2 separate regions of the Mus musculus genome follow, and region 1 is linked to region 2. A link is a contact called in public promoter capture Hi-C data. All regions are on one chromosome and are shown on one strand. Each heading gives the region's core, a stretch centred on a gene start, on an enhancer-like site or on the middle of the called end of the contact. The rest is flanking DNA. Distances are from core to core; before and after follow the strand shown.

Region 1 (7,026 bases), core at 2,613-5,112, 750 kb after region 2:
ACTTATGGTCTGCTCCCTTGGCTTCCCGGGGCTCGCCCTCCCTGCCTTAGGGTCTCCTCTCACCCTTTGGGCTCTTCTTCCTTCGGATAGAAGCCCGGACGAGGTCAGAACCAAAATGGGCGTGATGGTGCCTCTGGGAACGCGCTTCTTGGAACCAGTCCCCTGTCAGGATCTTCAGCTGCCAGGGGTCTTCCAGGGAGGCCCGGAGCTTGCTAGATGACAGTAGAAGACACAGCTGTCACAACTCAACTAACCAACATTCCTGGCACCTGCTCTGGACCGAGGACCAGGGAGTCAACAGCAAATCACACTGGACCCTTGTCCGGGAGCCACTCAAACTACTAAGGAGACAGGATCAGGAGACAGGATCCAGACTGGACAAGCTAAGTGATGGAGGGAAGGGTTCTGTGGGGATGAATCCAGGAAGACTCCCCAGAGGTGCCGACATGTGAACCATTTTTTCTTCTTCTTCTTCTTCTTTTTTTTTAAGATTTATTTTTTATTATATCCTCAGACACACCAGAAGATGGCATCAGATCTTATTACGGGTGGTTGGGAGCCACCATGTGGTTGCTGGGATTTGAACTCAGTACCTTTGGAAGAGCAGTCAGTGCTCTTACCCGCTGAGCCATCTCTCCAGCCCCGTGAACCATTTCTTAAAGGAATAACTTGGGATTCTCCAGGTTGAGCAGCATAGTAATCGCTGTTCATCAAGTGCTTATTGTGGGCCATGCCTGATAGTTTATTTTGCACATTACATGCCATGTGTGCGTGGTATGCATGCCTGTATGCTCCCATGTATGTGGTCACACGCATGTAGAAGTCAGGGTATGAACTTGTTCATCTTCAGCTCTCTCCATCCTATATACTGAGGCAAGGTCTCTCACTTAAGCTCCAAGCTCAGTGCTTTGGTGAGTCTAGCTAGCCAGCTTGCTCCAGCAATGCCCTAGCACCATTGCCGGAGTGCTGGGGCAGTGAGTGGGCCACCTTTCCCCTGGCATTTATGTGGGTGCTGGGGATATGAACTCCATTTCTCAAGCCTATGCAGCAAGCGTTTTACCCACGGAACCATCTCCCTGACCCCTTAGCTGATGTTTCAGTGGAGAAAGGGGAGGTTCAAGGTCAAAGTAACTGCCCAAGGTTACACAGCTGTCCCCAGACACTGCTTGTCACTCTTGAGGTCCTCTGCCCTTCTGCTCCTCTGGGGAGACGAAATATCTTCGTCTTGGAAGTCAAAAGTACTCAGGGATTAGGGGACATGCTCATGGCTATAGCAGGTTTATGTATATCTGGGAGCTGCCAGGAACCGATCAGGGTGACCTATGGGCACACTTAAAGGCTTTGACACTAGGTTCTAAGGGCTGAGGGAGGGTCCAGAAGGGTAGTACTAAGGACAGGCAGTATCTGTTCACCAAAGTATCCTGTCCCAAGGTGGCGGCCAGAGTAGAAAAACCCAAAGACAGGGAGGCTAGGGAGAGACCTGTCACAGGTTTAAGAGAAGTGAAGAGCTCTGAGCTAGCCAAGGTCAATGGAGACCAAAAGGTAGCACCAAGAATCACCTAGACCCAACCACCAGCATCCAAGGACCCCGAATCCCTTCCTTCTATCTGATGGCTGTCCTGTCTCACCTGACCCGCCCTTCCTCCAGCTGGCGCAGGTGGGCATCTCGTTTGAGGACATCAGAGATGGCCTCCTGTTCCTCCTCTGTCAGGAAGCTGAGGTCCAGCAACCCCTCAGCTTCAGATCCTGGTCCATGTGCCATGGGGAGGGAGGGCAGGGCCCAAAGCCTCTCCTGAGATGGGTGGCCTCTCTGGGGCATCAGCTGGGGTTGTGCCCCAGCTGGGCATATGTAGCTTCCTGTGGATAAACCAAGGGCTGATCAGTATCTCTCAAATGCACAGCACACATCCTGAAGCCAGCTGCCGGCTGTCTCCCAAGCATATACAGGAGTAATAAGGACCAATCAAAGGAAGGCCAGGTCAAGGTGAGGTGGGGCGTAAGTGATGCACTGCAAGAGATGCACATATGCGCATGCTCCTAAGGATGAATGACAGAGTATTGCAAGACAGTACACGCTGATACACGTACCCACTGTTCTACACACATTCCAGATACCTAGACAAAGACAGTTACATGCACACACATCTCCATGAAGGAACTGTGCGCACACATACATCATGAAGGGACTGTGCACACATACCCAGAGTCCTATGCCCAAGAGCTGTGCAGCACAGTAATTCTTAAACCTGTACACAGTATGCCCACTCGAGGACAAGTGTGCATTCACAAGAATAAGTCCCTGCATCTCCACAGATCTCTCTGGATTTCCTCACACACTGTCTAACCTGCTGCATACTACTAGAAACTAAGGATAGCTCACTCCCCTCAAAGCTAATATTTTGCACACAACATAACCTGAGTCTTAATGAAATGCAAAAATATACCTGCATAAACATGTGGATGCATGCACAGCCCTCCCCACCGCTCATGTTTATCCCCTACCTAGCCTGCCTCTGCCCTTGCCTCCCACCACCCTGCCCTGGCCCATTTGGCCTTCCTGTCTGAGGCAACCTCCTCCCCAACCCTCACCCCAACTTCCTCCCCCCACTCCTGTAGCACTCAGTTCCACTGAGGCCACCTGCCTGAGATTCCTCCCCACCAGCCCTTTCTCTAGGCGGAGCTTCTGAGCCCCTTGGGTCTGACCCCAGGGCTCCCCAACCTCCAGACTTGGCTGGAAGCCTCAGCTGGCAAAACAACTCAAGCCCAGGTACCACAGCCACTCCGGAAGGAAAACATTGCCAGCCGAGAGGGGCATGTGGACGTGGCAGGGGACCTGCACTCAGTAGTGGCCCTGGTCTGGGCCCGCTGGGCAGTCTCTTTTTTTCCCAGCCCCTCCTATGCCAGGCCCCCAGCTGGGGTTGAAAAGGGAGGAGGGCAGCTCAGGGGCAGGTCCTGGCTTGTACCTGTCTCCTGCCTTGGTCTCCTCCCAGCTGAGTCAGTATCCAAGCACAGCAAGCAAGCGAGCCTCCTCTCCTACCCCACTTTCCCTCCGGGGGTTTCTGCATCTCCATCGCCATAGCCCTGGGCCCGATGCCTGCTCACTGACAGTGACTCTTTCTCTGTACTTGAGGTGCTGGTATCAAGCTAGCTTGGGACTTTTCTATGGCGGGGTGTATGAGCATCGCCGTGTCCTGTCGTCCTGCTGCATTAGTAGACATGTCTGCAAGCCAGGGTAAAACATAGCATCTGTCCCTGAGTGCTGTGTTGCCTTATGATACTACAGAGTCTTACAGGAGTGTCGCTGCTGTGGGCAGTGACTTGCTGGGAGCCAGTGCCGTGTGGGTATGTGCATTTCTTCCTGTGTGGTCAGCCAGCCCAGGCTGGCTGGCTTGTGGTGTGTATGCTAGTACCCCGGGGGACCACCAGATATGGGAGTGAAGGTGGAAGACATTTGGCAAAACTGCCTGGCTTTGTCTGACAGGTTGGCTTGGTCTGGGCTGTGGGCCTATACAAGGCCAGGATCTCTCTACCTCAAGTTGTATCTCTTTCAGAGGTAGATTAAGGATCAGGTGTCCCTTGCCCTGTACTAACACTGCGGGACAGGGACCCTTTAGTGATAGAAAGTCTGTATGTGTATCTGGGCAGGCCAGAGTCATAATCTTGCTTACACCTCACCCCCCTCCGCCCAAACTCCTGAGGTACCAGAATGTGGTCAGGACACCAGGTGGCAGTGCCTGTCCCTTAGACCACTGGGTGTGTTACCTGTAAGGGTCCAGTAGGGACGACAACTTCAAAGGCGACTCCAGCTCTCCAGGAAGACAGTTCAGAGACTAGAAAGGCTGTGGGGACTAAAGCTGACTCGCCCAGCAGCTGCTGCCCCAGTCCCGAGGAGGTGGAGGAGGAGGAGGAGGAGGAGACACCTCAGCAGGGCCTGGTGCAAAACCGGGCCTGGACTGCAGCTCCTCAGGGTGCACTGGGTGCACCCACAACAGCTGTTAGAGAACCCAGGGCCAGTTTTGTGGGCCCCTGTGGTTGGGCCCGACTGTACTGTATGTACCAGACTTACCCAGGAACTATAGCAAACCTCACCTACAGGGCTAGCTCGGGGCCTTGGTTGGTCCATCTGTGGAATGGGTAGCAGAGAGTTGCTAGACCATTTCTTTGAAAGCAGAGTTAGAAACTTCTAAGAACCGTGGTAACAGGAGAATTGTAGAGTTGCCAGTAGGCAGCTTTGGATGAGGCCCAGATCTAGCACTGTGTGGTCTTGAGCGGGTTTCCTAACCTCTCTGATCTGAGCAGTAATTTCCTTCCATGTAAACTGGAGAGTAGAACCGAAGAGAAGCACAGGTGCCTGGCACAGCTAGCACGTGGCAGCAGGTGACCCCTCCCCAACAGATCAACGCTCACAGCCACTCTAGCTCCTCTGACCATCCATGTTCACAGAACAGCTATTTGACTCATTTGTCACCCTGGGCCCCTTCCATCTGAAGGGCCCTGGCTCATGGGCTGAGAAGCCCATCTTGCTCAGGAGACCCTTTCTTGGGTCTTACAAGTACACAGATTTGGGGACCATGATCTTCTTAGCCATCTACATCTGGACTCAGGCGCTGAAAGCTGCTTCCAAGTCTTTTAATTTTTAGATTTATGTATGTGCATACATGCTCTGACTCATAAATGTATGTGAAACACATGAGCACCTGACACACAAAGGAGCCACGGGAGGTGTCGGTCTCTGGGACTGACTGTGAGCTGCTAGGTGGGTGTTTGGGATCCCAGGTCCTCGGCAAAAGGTGCTTTTAGGTGCTGAGTCATCTCTTCAGCACCCTCCCCCTCCCCACAGATAGGGTTTCTCTGTAGCTTTGGCTGTCCTGGAACTTGCTTTGTAGATCAGGCTGGTCTCCAACTCAGAGTCCACCTCTGACTCCCAAGCGCTAGGATTAAAGGTATACACTACCACCACCTAGCCTTCAGCCTGTTTTTGTTGTTGTTTTGTTTTTGGCTTGTTTTTTTTTTTTTTTTTTTTTTTTTTTTTTTTTTTTTGAGACAGGGTTTCTCTGTGTAGCCCTAGAACTTTGTAGACCAGGCTGGCCTCGAACTCAGAAATCTGCCTGCCTCTGCCTCCCGAGTGCTGGGATTAAAGGCTTGCGCCACCACCCCTGGCTTCAGCCCATTTTTGAAATAACTTTTTATACTTTCTCAGTGTGCATACTGTGTTGTGCATGTGGAGGTCAGAGGACCCTGAAGGAGTCAGTTTGTCCTTCCACTCTTTAGTTCTAGGGGCTGAACTTGGTGGTTAAGTGCCCTCCCCCCCCTCGGAGCCATGCATGCTTTTGGCCCTCAAGCTTGCTTTCTTCAAAATGTTTTTATTATTTTGTGTATGGGTGTTCTGCCTATTGTGCATTAGATGTGTGTCTGCCACTTGTGGAGGCCAGAAGAGGGCACTGGATCCCTTGAGCCAGGGTACCGATGGGATGAGGTACTATGTGGGAGTTGGGAGTCATACCTGCAACCGTGGCAGAACATGCAACTTCTGCTCTTGACTGCTGAGTCATTTTGTCCAGTCCCAGGCCTCTCTTGTTTAATTGATGGTTGTGAGGCACCATGTCAGGACTGGGGGTTCCCCACCCCCTGGAAGAACAGCCTGGCCTCCCAACCTCTGAGCTGTGACTCTCACCCTCACTTGTTTTTGTCTGTCTTTTCCCTTATCTAAATTGGTTAATAAATCATTTTTAGGCTGGTGCACACCTCTAAATCCCAGCACTTGGGAGGCAGAGGCAGGCAAATCTCTGTATTCAAAGCTGACCTAGTCTATATAGCAAGTTCTAGGACAGCCAGAGCTACTCAAGAGAAATCCTGTCTCAAAAAAGAAAAAAAAAAAATCATTCCTAGGTTTCTCCCATCAAGTGAACCCCCTAGATTCTTAGAAAGTACGTGTGTAAGGATGGAGGCAGCCCCACTTACATGCATGCTCTCCACTGGTGTCCCCTGTAAGTGGTCATCCATCAAGTCTCTCCCACAGGAAGGATGGCAAACAGCATGCTTCTCCCTCCTCAGAGGCACATCTGCAGCCCTCGTCCCACCTCTGGGAACCCCTGGAAGGTAGGTATCCAATGCTGCTGGTCTTCAGGCCCAAGTGTCCCTTCTAGGGTGGGGCTCTGCTGGCTTTTGGGCCACTCTTGCTTCTGCAGAGCTTGGACAAGCTCCATGGGTGCTTATTTCTTCAATGTCACTTGAGACTGATAGTGATTGCCTTACTAGGCTGGCTGTCAGCAGGTTACATAACAGCACTCTGTAACACGGGCTGAGCGCTGGGGACAGAACCCAAGGCCACTCTGTCAGAGTCAAGCACTGTCTTGAAAACAGCCTTTAAGCTGGGCCCTGGTGGGATGCAAAGGATCAGAGGCCAGTGCATACTGGTAGGTGGTGAGAACATGAGAGTGCTGGGAGCCACAGGAAGAGGCACCAAAGAGAAAGCTGACCAGTGACATGGCTACGGGGCAAATGACATGGAGGTCAATATGGCTGCCACACAGAGCAGGCCATGGGCTGTCTTTCCTCCTGGCTTACCCCAATGCCAAGTTTTTCCCAGTAGGGAAGATGAGAGTCCTTCTGGAAGGGAGTTTGGAACATAGACCAGGAGTGGCAGGGACTTCCCACAGCCCGTGCAGTGGCAGAATTTACAAGTACTGTTGATGTACCCATAAGCTCCAGCTGGAAAGACTCAGGCATGGTGTCAGCAGCCAGATCTCTTTGCTCCGAGTCCCCAGGGATATATGAGCTTAAGGAATCAGGGCACACAGAAGAAAATGACAGACACCACTTAGACTTAAAACTTTATTTCCTGCCAGGGAGCCCCTTATAAAGGAGCCTGCAGACCAGGGGGAGGCTGCATAGGGCCCATTGTAGCAACCGGAAGCAGACCCAGCCGATCAGGGGTACCAGCTGCTCTGACAAGTTATTCACATTTTGGACCTAAAGGGTTCTATCCCCAGCACGAGGCCTCCTGGGCTGGAAACAAGTGGGATT
Region 2 (7,671 bases), core at 4,669-7,168:
TCGAACTCAGAGACCAGCCTGCCTCTGCACCACTACCACCTGACTACTCTTTTTTTTTTTTAAGTGGCCAAAACTGTCATCACTGTCACCCTAAAGGGCCCTGGGGCAGTGGTGGTGCACACCTTTAATTCCAGCACTTAGGAGGCAGAGACAGACAGACTTCTGAGTTCGAGGCCAGCATGGTCTACAGAGCAAGTTCCAGGACAGCCAGGGCTACACAGAGAAACCCTGTCTCAGAAGACAAAAATAAAAAATAAAAAAGTAAAAATAAAAACAACAAAAAAAGTCCCTGAAGGAGAGGTGACCTCTATAGGAGCCTACAAGATAACAAGAGAAAAAAGATAAGGATAGTAGAGGCCTAGGTATACACATTGCTTTTGATGCTAATTTGCTGTGTGGTTACTTAGGCTTTCTGCGTCTGATTTTGGAGGGCAGAAGGGACTACTAGACTAGCCCCTTTCAACCACTACTTTCTTTTTCTCCACCCCCCCCCCACCTTTGACACAGGGTTTCTCTGTGTAGCCCTGGCTGTCCCTGGAACTCACACTATAGACCAGGCTGGCCTTGAACTCAGAGATCCCCCCCTCACCCCTGCCTGTGCCTCCCGAGTGCTCCCATGAACCCTATCCAGCATCTCTCCTCCCTCACTTGAGAAAATGCCCAACAGCTCTGTCTGGGAGATAAGAACTGCTGACCCTGCAGACTGGGCCTCCCTCTCTCCAGAGGGCCTGAGGGCAGATAGAAGCACAGTGGAACCAGGCCAGACACCTGCAATACCAGCTCAGGGGAGGCTGAGACAAGAGGATTGGAGATTGGAAATCGGGAGTTTGAGGCCAGCCTGGGCCACACTGTGAGATGTTGCCTCTAAATAAATAAACAAAACCATTGGGGGGGTGTGATTATGCAAATATTACAATTCTAAGACAAAAAAATTAAAAAGGGGAAAAGAAAACCACAGTAGCTCTAGCAGGGAACTAAGAGCCCCTAGACGTGTGGGGGAGGGGACAGGGGCCAGCCCTGGGATCCTCTGAGCCAAGAGCCAGCAAAGGCAGGAAATGTTACTCCTGGGTTCTAGACCCATCCGTATTTCCCAGCAGAATAAATAAAATAATGGAGAGTACAATTAAAGATAGGAGCGTGGAAGGCTGGGGCTGTAGCTCTTTTGTAGTGTGTTGCCATTGTGGACACCGAAACCTTAGCTCAAGTCGTCGCATATAGCCTGTACAAGGTTTAGACACAAGACACAGACACACACACAGACACACAGACACACACACACACACAAACAAACATTTTTGATTGCTCCGACCACCAGTCAGCTCTGCGCGCCTCGGTTTCCTCCTGGAATAATGGGATTTTCAACTGGCAGTCACGAGGATTTAACAGAGCAGCGCCCCAGTTTACCTCAGCACCTCCACCACTGAGGGCACTTAATAAAAGTCCCCTGTCATTAACTTCATTGTTATTTTAAACAAGAGTTTCTCTGCCCAGTGGTCCATTAGCATCCTTTTGTGAAGATTTTTTTTCTTTTTTAAATTACTGAAACCAAAGTCCCACCTCCGCAGTCCACAGGGAGAGGAAGTGGTGGGGTGGGGCAGGCGTGGTTGGTACCGTTTACTGGTCACTTTCTCAGGTACAGAGCCGAGAGCTGAGTGCTTCCCAGGTAGAATCAGAATTAGTCTGTTCATTTGATGATTTTTTTTTAATTACGGGCAGTGTGAATACAACAGCACAAAGACAAAGTCCCAGTCAGCCTTCATATCATTTTAGGTACCCGGAAGAACGCAGGCAAATGATGGAGAGGGATGAGACAGAACTCTGGATGATGATGGGCTGGGAGCGTGTATGGTATTTTAGTTTAAGAGAACAGGAAAAACTACTGGAGAGGTAGGTGACCTCTGAGTTGGTTGAGAAGGCAGCGGAGGAGCCTGTGAAGATAGAGGGAACCAGTGTTCCACCACAGGGGACACTGGAGAGTCCTGGATACAAGTCTAGAGATTGTAACTCACAGCTCCGATATCCTGAATGTTCTCCTAACCTTGACATCTGGGCAAGTCCATGGGAAGGGAGCTTGAGGACCCAGGTCTCACAGGCGAGAGGTAACATCAATAAACCAGGGAATGGGAGGAGGTCCTGAGTTCAATTCCCAGCAACCACAAGATGGCTCACAACCATCTATACAGTTATGGTGTATTCACATACTTAAAATAAATAAATAAATCTTAGAAAAAGAGAGAGAGAGAGAGAGAGAGAGAAGCAGCAATGGCAGGTCCTCTATTTCCAACTGAAGCATCATTTGGCAGCAGCAACAATAAAGTTAGTTGGACCGTCCTCTGGGAGGGCTCTCTAGGTCTTTAGCGCATCAGAAAGGGACTAATGGCCTTGAAGCCTGGTGCCTGGCTCCTCACACAAGTGCTTTCTAGACTAACTTTTCTGTTAAACCCAGGGGTTCAAATCCTATTTATGTCTAATCCACATCTTTTTGGAGGTTACAGTGAACCAATTAAAGGTCTAAAAATTTAAGTATCGACTAACAAGTGTCTAATGTGTAATTTGAACCCAAACTGAACCCTCCTTTCTAGTCTTCTATAACAAGTTTCTGGAAATGGCACTGAGACCTAGAGATTTAAACCGAGCCCAGACTGACTTCCCAGAGCGCTGTTCCCCAGCTCTGCATTGGTTCCCTCCGAGAAGCCCAGCCTTTGCTTTGCTTCTCTGGAGTCTGCCAGCCCCAGGACTTCACCTACAGACTCCTGCTAAGTCATACTGGCAGCTGGGAAGGCCTGCCCACTACCTGTCAGCTGGATCCAGATAAGAGACTGGGTTTACACCTGAAGAGAGGCCATACAAGCTGCCCCAGACTTCCAGCCAGCCTTGAAGGGGCAGCCAGCAGAGTGGCAAACAGCTTGAGCTGGGCCCCAGGCTAAAGTGCTTTACATATTTGATCTCACAGGCACCTTAATTGTTCTCAACCACCCTGAGAGAAACAGAACTTGCTGTCCCCTCTTTAAAGACAAGTGACCAAAGCTCCGAATGGTCCCCTTCTGGCCTAGCACAGGTCAGATGGGATTTCAAAGCCTCAATAGCTGATAAGGGTCAGTTAACCGCTTAGTTGCCAAGAACAGTGAGCCCTGCAGGAGGTTCCTAACTAGTCCCAGAGAAGGAAGGAGGTAGACAGAAAGAAAGGCCTCAGCCTATGGAACTAGCTTACCATGAAAAAGGGACCAAAAGCAGGATTAGTCAAAGGGGCTCATCTGGTGGAGGAAGACCTGCTTTTCTGACAAGAGAAGCTTGGGGAAGTTACTCTAGAATTTGAAAACATACTACCCAAGACAAGAGTCAGACCCTTGGAACTTTCTGGACACAGACAGAGCTGAAGTCCTTGACCCTCTGAAATAAAGTCTGAAACAATTGCGGGGACTATCCATCTGGCCCTCGAGTTTTGAGCACTAGAGTCTGGATGATCGGTACCCCATCTTCTCAGGATCCCACTTAAAACAGACATCTTTTCTTGAGGAGTAGAAGATGTAGAAAAAAATGTTGCAAACATTATCAGCTTTCCCCGAAACTGCAAAGTGACTTTCTTTTTCTTGTTTTTGTTTTTCGAGACAGGGTTTCTCTGTGTAGCCCTGGCTGTCCTGGAACTCACTTTGTAGACCAGGCTGGCCTCGAACTCAGAAATCCACCTGCCTCTGCCTCCCAAGTGCTGGGATTAAAAGCGTGTGCCACCACCGAGCAGAACAAAGTGACTTTCTTAAATCCAATGTGTAATCCTAACAGGCAGGAGGCTGAGGCAGGAAGATAGTCATAAGGTCAAGGCCAGCCTGAACTACAGAGTGAGACCCTGTCTCAAAGAGGATGGGCCTTCCTCTAAGGCATACCCAAGATCTACACAGACCACCTGAGATTTTCTTCCTACAGGCACAGCAGGCAGAGCGCTGTGCGGGCTCTCCTCCTCCCAGAGTAGAGAATAGACTCTGGAAGCCCCTTGAGAGGCACTGGGGGGTGGGGAGAGATGTCAGCTAAAGTCAGTCTTCCAGAAGCTAGCATTTTAAATACAAGGCCAGCCCCCCCCCCCCCGCAGTAAATATGTCCCAGGCACTCTTCATGCATTTGCTTGTATTTTAAGTTAATGTCCAACAACCTTTTAGAGATACTATCAAAATACCCGGTAAGAGACTGCAATCAAAAGCGATCGCTCAGCTGAGATAACCCATCCAGGGAGAAAGTGAAGGGTGGGACTGGAATCCAGCCCTCACCTCCCTCAGTGCTCTGGGGCGCTCACTAACAAAAACAACATTGTTCACAAGGCAGACAAAAGTTATCAGCAAAGAGGCTGAGGCGAGGTGTCCTTTCTGCATACAGATTCCTAAACCATATGAAGAAGCAACAGACTGATGGCTGCCTCCAACGACCCCCCCCCCCCAAGACATTTCCTCAGACATGGGCTGGTTTTAAGATCATACACCTTGGGACTACCACTGTACCTATTTCCAGCCCCGGCAATAGACCTTCCACACTGCTCTAGGCTTAGAAAATCAAAAAGGATCAGTATCTTCTGCAGTGCCAAGCATTCTCCAAAATCCTAGTCACACACAGTCCAGAGAATGAGGGCTAGGCCTCTCTCTGTCCCTTTCGGGCCTCAATTTTCTCATTCTGTAAAATGGGGTTAAAATACGTTTTGTATTTGCTGTCTTTGTCAGACAAAACCTATATCCTGGCATCTAGTAGGTGCTCCATACACGACATAGACTATGTCCACTATCGAGACTGCTGGGAGGGAGACGGGGGCTTTATACTGGCATTATACCTTGTCTCCCTGTGAAGTCTCTCTACGCTCTGAGGAGACAGCAAAACAAACTTTGAGGACCCCAGAACAATTTAATAGGAAGCAATCTATCAAGGGACCAAGGGTTATCCGCTTTCTCCCCTAGCTCTCTCAGGCTGCCGCCGCCGAGGATCAGGCCGCCAGCCAGACCCATAAAGCACTCGGACCAGTCTCCAGATCGGGGGTGCAGGTAAGGACTGAAAAAGGGAATCGACCTTCCCTGGTCAGTCCCAGGTGGTTTACTCCCTTCGCTGAGCGACAGGACCAGAAACCGATCCTAGAAAGAGCTCCCAGCCCGCCTGCCCCCACCGAGAGGAAGGGATTCTGCGGAAGGGGGCGGGGAGGAGGAGTGGTCGGGTCTCTCCGGCCGGGATTTGCCTGGACTTGAAGACGCTCGCTTTAGCAGAGAACAAACCCAAAGAGCCACGAGAAGGCGTCCCCTCTCATTGGCCAGGAGTCCGAAGGAGCCAGGGAGGGCTCCGCATCCCCCTCCCTCCCAGGGTGGTAGTGGGGAGGGTAAAGAGAGAGAGGGCAGTGGGGAGGGGAAGGGAGAGCGGAGGCTGCAGTTGATGCAACCCTAGCCCTAGCTTACGTGCTCTCAGACCCTAAGCCCGGGGGGAGCGCACCAGACTTAGACCGGGTCTGCCCGAAGCTCGGCGGTGGCTGGAGGAGAGCGGGTTCGCCCGGCTGTTGCTTACCTCTCGGGTCTCGGGGCCGGCCACACCACCCCTGGTGAACGGCAGGTAGCCCTTGATCTCGGAATGGCACTCGGAGTCCGCTACGATCATGGTGTACGCCAGGACCCGGCCGCGGCTCGTCCGCGCCTGGGACACCCGAGGGGTCTAGGTCGGGCGCGCACAGGAGGCCGGGACTAGGGGTCGCCGGGGAAGCTCGAGATCCCCGGGCTGTCTCTCGGGATTAGGAGAACCGGCGCTACGGCGATAGACACTCCTTTCAGCCCAGCTTGGAAAACTGCGGCCGGCCTCGGAGGCCTGAGATTGGCCGCGGCGCAGAGGTTTTCACGGCCCGGAGTGCCTCGGAAGTCCGCAGTGGCCAGCGCTGCTCGGGAAGCCGGCGCTCCTCACCATCCCCACCACGGAACTGCCAGCGCTCGCCCGGCTCTGTCAGCCCGCTGCGGTCCCTGGGGGAGGGCGGGGACACAAAAGTCCCACGGCGCAGCCAATCAGATGCCTGTTTCTCGGGGAGGCGGAGCCGACACCTCCCTCCGGAGCCAACCTTCCGTCCAATCAGCATCGACAAGCGCCTGGGAACTCTGGGAGCTGTAGTTGGCCTCGCACAGATGCTGCAAACTTTTGCATGAAGGCGTTAGTCAGGTCTCTGGCAATACCAGATGAGAGTGACAGCCCAAGGAGTCATTAGGGCTGCGTGATGAAACGGGACTTCACGGGGCTGGGCCAGACAGCCAGGTGTGAAATCCCTTCTGAGTAAGTTCTTCAGCTTTCCAGTTCCTGGAGGGACTGGTTAGGTCTGCAGAGAGTTCTAACCACACACATCCAGTTCTTCTAATTATAGATCAAAACCCACAAATTTGAAGCCAAGAGCCACCACCCTGTCCCCTCAGGCCCTGAGGGATCTGCACCTTCAGAAACACTAAACCAAGGAAATCACCTTATTTGTGGAGTCTCTGGAAAAGCCCTCACTGAAATACCCTTGACAATCTCAAATTTAATCTCAATCCTCATTGCTACAATTTCCCCTCTTCTGTCCTGCCTTGGGTGCCTTCACACCGCCTTCCACCCTCCAGGCACTCATGGAAACTTTGTAACTTAGGTGTTTGGCTTGATCTATTTCTCACTTCTCCCTCTGGCCACTCCTCTCTGACTCCTCTTTTTCCATCCACTCCCTAAACGTGGGTGCTCTCCTAGTTTCTGTTTTTAGCCCTCTTTTTCTCTAGACATTCACTCTCATGACTTCCCTACACTCACCTCTTCCATCCAGATCTCAGCACTTTACCCTTGATTCACCCATTCACTTCTACTCATCTCCTTCGCGGTTTTTCTTCAGGCCTCTCCCGTTTCAAGTTTCTCTTTATTCTGGTTAAGGAGTCCTAGACAGAGCTGGAGCTGATTAATCCTCTCAGTTCCTGCCTGAAATAGTCTTGAGTTTAGGCTTATGATACCAAAGGTGATCTCCTGACTTGGTCTAATGCCTTCTGTAGGGAAGGGAGTTCACCTGCATGCTCCTTAGAGCCCTAAACTCGGGCTGGACCTTTCTCTCTGTGTTTTAATACTTTCCATACTGTAACTTGTGTTGTCATATTCTGTGTATTTGTCTTATCTGAAAGTTTTTATTATAAACTTGTTGAGGGCAGTGTCTACATTTAGACTTTTTTTTTTTCTTTCTACCTTATGCCACCTGGCACAACGTGCTTCTAATAATATACCCTTGGCCACTGAATATCCCTTTGGGTTAATTCTTTTCTAAACAACTCTATATCAGATTCAGCTTTCTCCTTAAAAACATAGACTCAGCCGGGCATGGTGGCACACGCCTTTAGTCCCAGCACTTGGGAGGCAGAGGCAGGTGGATTTCTGAGTTCAAGGCCAACCTGGTCTACAGAGTGAGTTCCAGGACAGCCAGGGCTACACAGAAGCCTGTCTCAAAAAACCAAAAACAAATAAACAAACAAATGCATATACTCTGTGGGATGAGGATAGAGGATAATATTACAGTGTCCACTTAGGACCCCAAGGCCTTGGATTCTATTCCCAATACCACACAGACACACGAACAGAAATAACAATAATGTCAGTAGCCAGGCTACATTTTTTTTTTCAGTATTATTTCATCAGCTACTGAATAAAGTGAAACCTCTAGGTGGA

Evidence for each region. Promoter capture Hi-C pulls out the DNA fragments that hold promoters and counts their contacts.
Region 1: a promoter capture Hi-C map of liver shows a contact between it and region 2, with 4 times the contacts expected there. The contact joins the promoter of Sytl1 here to the promoter of Sesn2 in region 2. A contact is called at or near these places in 2 of 39 promoter capture datasets (liver and pre-B cells) and 1 of 115 datasets of contacts at active chromatin or transcription factors (pancreatic cancer cells).

Annotation. Positions count from the first base shown.
Region 1 is chr4:133,259,225-133,266,250 of GRCm38.p6, forward strand. It overlaps Sytl1 (synaptotagmin-like 1), which reads right to left and starts at 3,863. Exons shown (of 15, transcript NM_031393.2): 1 at 3,763-3,863; 2 at 1,629-1,857; 3 at 64-212. The coding sequence starts at 1,819. It overlaps Tmem222 (transmembrane protein 222), which reads right to left. Exons shown (of 6, transcript NM_025667.3): 6 at 6,821-7,026.
Region 2 is chr4:132,504,538-132,512,208 of GRCm38.p6, forward strand. It overlaps Sesn2 (sestrin 2), which reads right to left and starts at 5,919. Exons shown (of 10, transcript NM_144907.1): 1 at 5,527-5,919. The coding sequence starts at 5,616.